Regions from separate parts of the Gossypium hirsutum genome. Here region 1 is linked to region 2. The links are chromatin contacts, called in public Hi-C maps. All regions are on one chromosome and are shown on one strand. The core of a region is the stretch at or near the end of the contact, and the rest is flanking DNA. Distances in the headings are between cores, read along the strand shown. Region 1 has its middle 5.1 kb from the start of LOC107893813. Region 2 holds the start of LOC107894712.

Region 1 (3,173 bases), core at 304-2,803, 540 kb before region 2:
CTTCTAACGGCTAGAATTCCTTCCCAACGATTATACAAAAACTTATTCCTTGATATAAATACAAGTTAAAAGCACTTCAAATACAAGATAGACATATCTAAGCTTCAAACACAATAAAATCAGCTTGAGAGGTTATTGTAATATATATATTTTCTCCCAAATCTTTCTTGGGTCATAAAATCTCTGTTTTTTCATTTCTCTGGTAGAAAGTCGAAGCAAGCCTAAATCTTTTCTTAATCTCGAAATGGACCAACAAAATTGGGCTTACAATACTAATTAAAATATACCTAAGACCCAAATTCAAAATCGGAATTCATATTTGAATTTAATTTAGAAACTAAATTAAGATTAATCTAGCTTCAAAGTCAACTCCAAACATTGATTTAATTTAGAAAACCATACGAGCTCCTATTTCATGAATTAAAAGCTCAATAAATCTCAAATTGAATAGTCCCGATAAAATTAGGTATATACAACTACCTTTTTTATGTAAAGATGTAGACACCTCACCTTTGACTTTTTTTTTTAACCATAGCAAATGAAATCAATTTTTTTTTTAAAGTTGAAAACAGTCTTGTGATTGGGCTAAATTATTAATAAATGCCGAAAATTTTTTAAATTTACCAGATTAGGCCCTTTTTTGGAATAATTATAGGAATAGGCTAAATTTATGAGGTGAAACTAGGAAAAACGTGTCGAACTATGATTTGAAAAAAAAAACGCTTCTAGCTAGAAAGCTTTTTGCCACATCAGCACTAAAATTGGCGGCATCAATTTTTTTTTTGGTGCCACCTATTAATGTGGAAATAAATCTTACAAAACAGGTTTTTATATAGACTCGAAATCACATTTCCTTTGTTTTCTTAAGCGATATGGGACCCAGGTCTATATAAAAACCTATTTTGTAAATTTTATTTACACATTAATAGGTGGCACCAAAAAATAAAAAAGTTATTAGTGTTGCCATTTTTAGTGTTGATGTGGCAACAAGCGTTTCTAGTTGAAAGCATTTTTCTACAAATCACCTGAAAACGCTTTTGACTGTAAGCGTTTTTGTAAAATCAATCTATGCCTATAATTCTTCTAAAAACGGCCTAATCTAATAAATTTAAAATTTTTTCGACATTTATTAGTATTTTAGTCTTGTGATTGGATTTTGAAAAAAGAAACTAAAAGGATTCCCAAAAGAAAGGTTAACTAACCTTACAACTAGGCTCCCAAATGTAAAATCAACCTCATAATTAATTAAATATTCTAAATTGCAACTAGACCTTTTTCCTCACAACTAGGGTTTTGAGTTAAATAGACATAAGAAATGGGTTCCTGAGTGAAAAAGTAAACTGCCCTCACAATTAGGTTGCGAAATGGAAATGGACATCAAAATTAGGTCTCCTAACTAATTGGGCCTCAAAACTAGGCCTCTAAATGGAAGATGGAATTATCTATCCATTAGATGAATGGGCCTCAAAATTAGGCCTTTAAATCGTGAGCAAACCTAAAACTAGATTGTTAAATCTTGTATGAACCTCAAAATTAGGTTCCTTCATAGGTGAACCTCAAAACTAGGTTTCTATCCAGGATAGTTAATACCGCACAGGTGGGCACACTGTTTTTCTATTAGACTTAGTGTATATTGATATGGTTTCAATGTATTGTTTTAGATTTATCAATATTTTAAAAAAATAGTTAATATATGTATATAAAATATTTATAAATATCAAATTAGTAATGTTAAATAAATTTTAAATATAAAATATTTAAACACAATTTGTGCACAATTTTCAATGAAAGTTTTTATTATTTATTTTCATAATGATAAAAAATTACAAATAATATAACATTTTATATCATTCATGCACTAACCGGTGCACAATGTTTTGGCTGGTGTGATCGAAATTGGATGAAACGGGTTGATTCGACTGGTATGGACCAAAAGCATTTTTCTCTTTTTATAATAAAATCAAACCAATATGCAATTTCATTTTTTACAAAAGGAATTTTTTAAAATTTTGCAAAAAGGGTAAATTTGAAAATATAAGGATGAGTATGACGTTTAAGATATGGTCATTATAGGTATTTCAAGAAGATAAGATTCAAAAAACAAAGATTTTTAAAGCAAAGTATAATAGATTAATATTAGAGCCCCCCATAATGAACCTCTCAAACAATCACATGATAACAAAAACTAACCATTTAATCACTCTTTACCATAATGATTTCACAACTGACAAATAGTTCGTAGTTCGCTCATTCTCAAAATTCTAGTTTAACAAAAGTCAACTTATACATTCAATCAAGGCTACCTTCTAGCAAATGATCTCACTCATGTTACCATCCTTGTCTTCTTTGACTTTACAAGCTTGTTTTAAAGAAGTTGAACAATTAGAAACTTGAATTATGTATCCCAAAAACATATTCCTAACTCATGTCTTCAAATTTGACAAAAATAGTATTTTCAAGGGTTGTAATGTGGTATTGGCTCAAGCCTAACAATGAAAAGATGACTAAGCTCAAAATTTGTTCAAACCAAAAGTTAAGAAGAAATTTTTTATTGTAAAACATTCTCTAACTTCCTTCTTCTCCTTATTCCATTTGCTTTCCTCCCCTCGTAGATTGTGTTTAGTATTGCTTTTTAGAAACACTTTTGATATGAAGCACTTTTGAAGCAACAAGAATGTTGAACAAGCTGCTTTTTGAGAGAATTTGTGCTTTTCAAAAGCACTTTTTTTGTTAAATGCAAAAGCAAAAATTTGGTGCTTTTTTGCAGCCAAAAGCACTTTTAAATATTGAATTACTTTTTCACCCCTCATAAAGACACCAATGGCAAGATATTTGTAACGACCCGATAGTCATGGGTAATAGGAAAGTGTATATTCGGGTCTCTGTTTTCGTAAAACAGATTCGTAAATATTTATTAAAAACATTTACGAAGTTAGTTGTGTGTTTAATTAGGTTTTGGTTAAGTAAATTTGCATGAATTAAGGGTAATTAGGTATAAGAACTAAATTGCATAAATGGTGAAAGTTTAATTATAGATTAAAGAAAAAGTAAAGGGACTAAATAAGAAATTAAACCCTATTTAACAAGTGTATGGTAAAAATAATTACATGTGTAAAAATAATATACATATGTATATAATAATATATGTAATACTTAATATTATATTATATTAT
Region 2 (3,400 bases), core at 463-2,962:
TACTGGGGCTCTCGAGCGTCACCAATGCGTTACACTACTGCTTGGGCCTGGCGCGCCTCACCTAATTTTTAGTTCGAGATTGCTCATCTCCAGATTCGTTTCAGCGTAGCAATTTTATTAATAAAAATTATTATAAAAATCAAAGACGAACTATTAATAAGACTTAAGAGTTTTAAGCAAGAAATTGTAGTCGAACTGGAATCTGTAAGCAACTTATACGCCATCCAATCTGGAATAGTGTGATATGCAAACATTGGAGTATTTAAAGCGGATATAAACTTATTTACTTCCTAAAAATATATGAATACGGAATGCATGTACAATAAAATTAGTCAACTAAATTCATCCGAATTTTATCGTATTAAAGATGGAAATTTCAAAGGTTGCACTTCAAAGACCATCCATTAGCGATTTCAAGCTTTTCACAAGTCTCATTTGTTTATTTTATGAGTGACAATTGCATCAGTTTGACAGTGGAGTTGATAAGGTGTGAGTGTTATCTGTTTTGGGTTTTAACATAGGCAAAATTAATTAATCATTGCTAGTTTCAAAAGTGTGACCTCTCTCTTTTAGTAATTAAAACTATGATTATTGAGGTCTACTTTTCCAGCATAACTTGGCTTATAAATTCTTTTTCTGATCTCTCCATGAACCATAGCTAGCGAAGTTACTAGGATTTGATACTAATGGCAAAAGGATTTGCACTTCAGACACTGCAAATGAGTTCAAGGAACCTGTAACACAAATACACCCATGAAGGGATGGCTTCTTCATAACTGTGCCATAAATCCTCTGACAGAGGGATGTATACCAATAGCACTAAAAGGAAATGTCAATTTAACAAACATATTTATTAAAAAATTAACCTAAATAAGTTTGATTGAATGGTAAAAATTCAAATGTGAAAAATTAAAGAAGTCTGAATTTTAATCTTATTATGCGAGTAGTGAGAGTGTTTTCATCTTTTCCCAATTGAGTTCATACCCAATTAACTTATAACACGAATAAATTTATAATATGTATGGATATGCCATTAAAAAATGAAACTAATAATTTTATTGATTTAAACCCTTCCAAAGTAGCATAGTATATAACGTCACAACTTAACCCCCAAGCTTGACCCAAACCTTGAAACACCACTTGAGCTGCTAAGCTTGGCCATCGGCACCACCATCCCCAGGGCGGCCCGGGCGAGATTGAGCTTTGTCCAGTGCTTCAGTGAAGTCCCTCACAGCTTCCTCTATCAAGCTCTTGATGGTTTCCTCGTCAAAACTACCGTTGTTCTCGTTATCAAATCCTGCATCAACACCAATGTCACTCAGTAAATGATCAGTCAATTCTACAATGGCTTTATACTCAGCAAGCAATCTCTTATGTTCTTCGAGTGCTTTTTCCAAAGCTATTAGCCTTTCTTCCATGTATATATTCTCATATCGCATCCCTTCCAGTTCAACTTTCATGGCTTCAAGAACATTCTCTGCATCCTGTATCAATTGCCCAAAAAAATGAAAAAGAAAAGGGTGAATGATGGATGAAGAAGAGGATTTGAGACCGAAATGATTGAAAGGAAAGGATGTTTACCATATCAGAAACAAGTAAATAAAAACAGAATTAGAAGGCGGAGAATGAACAAGAACTTAATATGAAAGGGTTTTGGTACTTATAAGCAATTATTATGACATATGATGGGATAAAGTTTTTGTTCAAAAAAGAAAAAAAACTGAAAACAAACTTATTATTATATTTCAATATCAACTGTTTTGGTATTTAATGATTAGGACATTGGGTTTGCTTAAGTAGGGAAATGGGATAGAGTTTGGTTTATAGTTGGAGGTTGACATCACATACACTGAAATGCAAACCATATATGGTCCATGGTCCATAGTCCATAAGTAAAATCTTAGAAACTGTAGTCCATAGTCCATATGTAAAATCTTAGAAATCATAGTCCATGGTCCATATATAAAATCTATTATATTAGAGTCATAACAAAGGGGAAAATTGGAATAGCCTATCAAAAACTAGCATTGAAGCTACAATGATCAGCATGCCTAGGGATATGGTATAGGATTTTATTAGCGCTTTTATTTTTGCTTATATATTTTATTAGCTCTTTGAAGTGCATAAGATTTCAACCAAATACAACTCGATTGGGAAAACATCATGCTTGTCTAATCATCTGAATCACTGTTTTTGTAATTATCCTTCTAAGATTTACCTCAAACCAACCAACTCCATTGGCTAAACAATATGCTTATCCAAATCTCCTATTATTTTTATTATTTTTTTTAATTTTTTAAAGTATTCATTTGAGCGAGTTCCATGCCTAAACTTTCGCGTTTTATAGACTTATTAAAGAGGTGAATATTAACCACTAATTTAATTAATTTATTAATAATAATGAATGTGATCATATTTAAAATAAAGATTATAGATATAAACATTCAAAACCCAAATAAGATAAATACTGCATGTAAACAATTATAAAATTTTTTTAGTTTAAATTGTTAATAATTTGAAATGTTAAAAGGAAGTTTCAAAAGTGTGAAACTAAAGCTAAATGCAAATAAACTTAGACATCTGAATTTAAATATTCTATATCTTTTCAATTCAGTTTTTGGAATTAGATTCTCTATTTTTAGTCATTGTGATAATAAGGTTTAGACTGTTCATTCCATGAACAACATTGATAAGTTTAACATTTTTTTCTATATCGGTTGATTAGTATAACAATGTTTTTGAATTTTTTTTTTAAATATTTTTAAGAAACAAGGAATTAAGACTAAGAGAAACAAATGTAGGTTATTAGGAGCGCATACAACTCACTGTCTAGTTTCTTTTCTGAGTCGCGGAAAGTTTGTGATCTCTCGGTAGAGAGGTATAGAGTGGAAAATAAGACAAATGTCACCAAAAGGCAGAAAAAGCTTCCTTTCCACAATTTTTATATCCTTAAAATAAAAATCAATTAAGTCCTCCTAAAATAATTAAAAATCAATTAAGCCTTTCGTATCAATATTTTTCACATTAATCGTCATATCATCATTTTTTTCCACGTCATCTATCATGTCAACATGTAAACTGTCATGGGCTTCGACAGAAAGCCATAATAGAAGGGCTCAATTGGATTACTAACTTTCAATTAAGGCTAAATTAATTGTACTTTTCGACTAAGGGCTAGTTTGATTTTTAAATTAGTCTACAAGAGCTTTTTTAGTACTTAAGCTAATAATTTATTTTCAAATTCTTTTGTGAGATGAATATATCAATTATATAAATTAAAAAATGTTCTTTGTATTGCTCCTACAATCACACATGTGGCTCTACCACCGCTTTCAAACTTAAAAAATCATTAGTGATATTAGATTATATATCATAATTGGATTAGTAGAGAGAGGAACTA

What was found. A called contact is a pair of places that touch in the nucleus more often than the background predicts.
Region 1: a contact with region 2 is called in a Hi-C map of leaf, with 1.6 times the contacts expected there. The contact joins the enhancer-like site here to the promoter of LOC107894712 in region 2. A contact is called at or near these places in 8 of 34 Hi-C or Micro-C datasets (callus and leaf).

Annotation. Positions count from the first base shown.
Region 1 is chrA13:69,154,536-69,157,708 of Gossypium_hirsutum_v2.1, reverse strand. No RefSeq gene overlaps it. Among protein-coding and RNA genes, the nearest start is that of LOC107893813, 5.1 kb to the left of the region's middle. Within about 2 kb of position 1,553, at least 2 of the 9 cell types and tissues checked have an H3K27ac peak or open chromatin away from gene starts, as enhancers often do. A contact at or near this core is called in leaf, where this site is marked.
Region 2 is chrA13:68,610,787-68,614,186 of Gossypium_hirsutum_v2.1, reverse strand. LOC107894712 reads right to left here and starts at 1,712. Exons shown (of 2, transcript XM_016819960.2): 1 at 1,582-1,712; 2 at 903-1,484. The coding sequence starts at 1,584. The coding sequence ends at 1,149. It overlaps LOC121213327 (U2 spliceosomal RNA), which reads left to right; the gene lies at 1-61.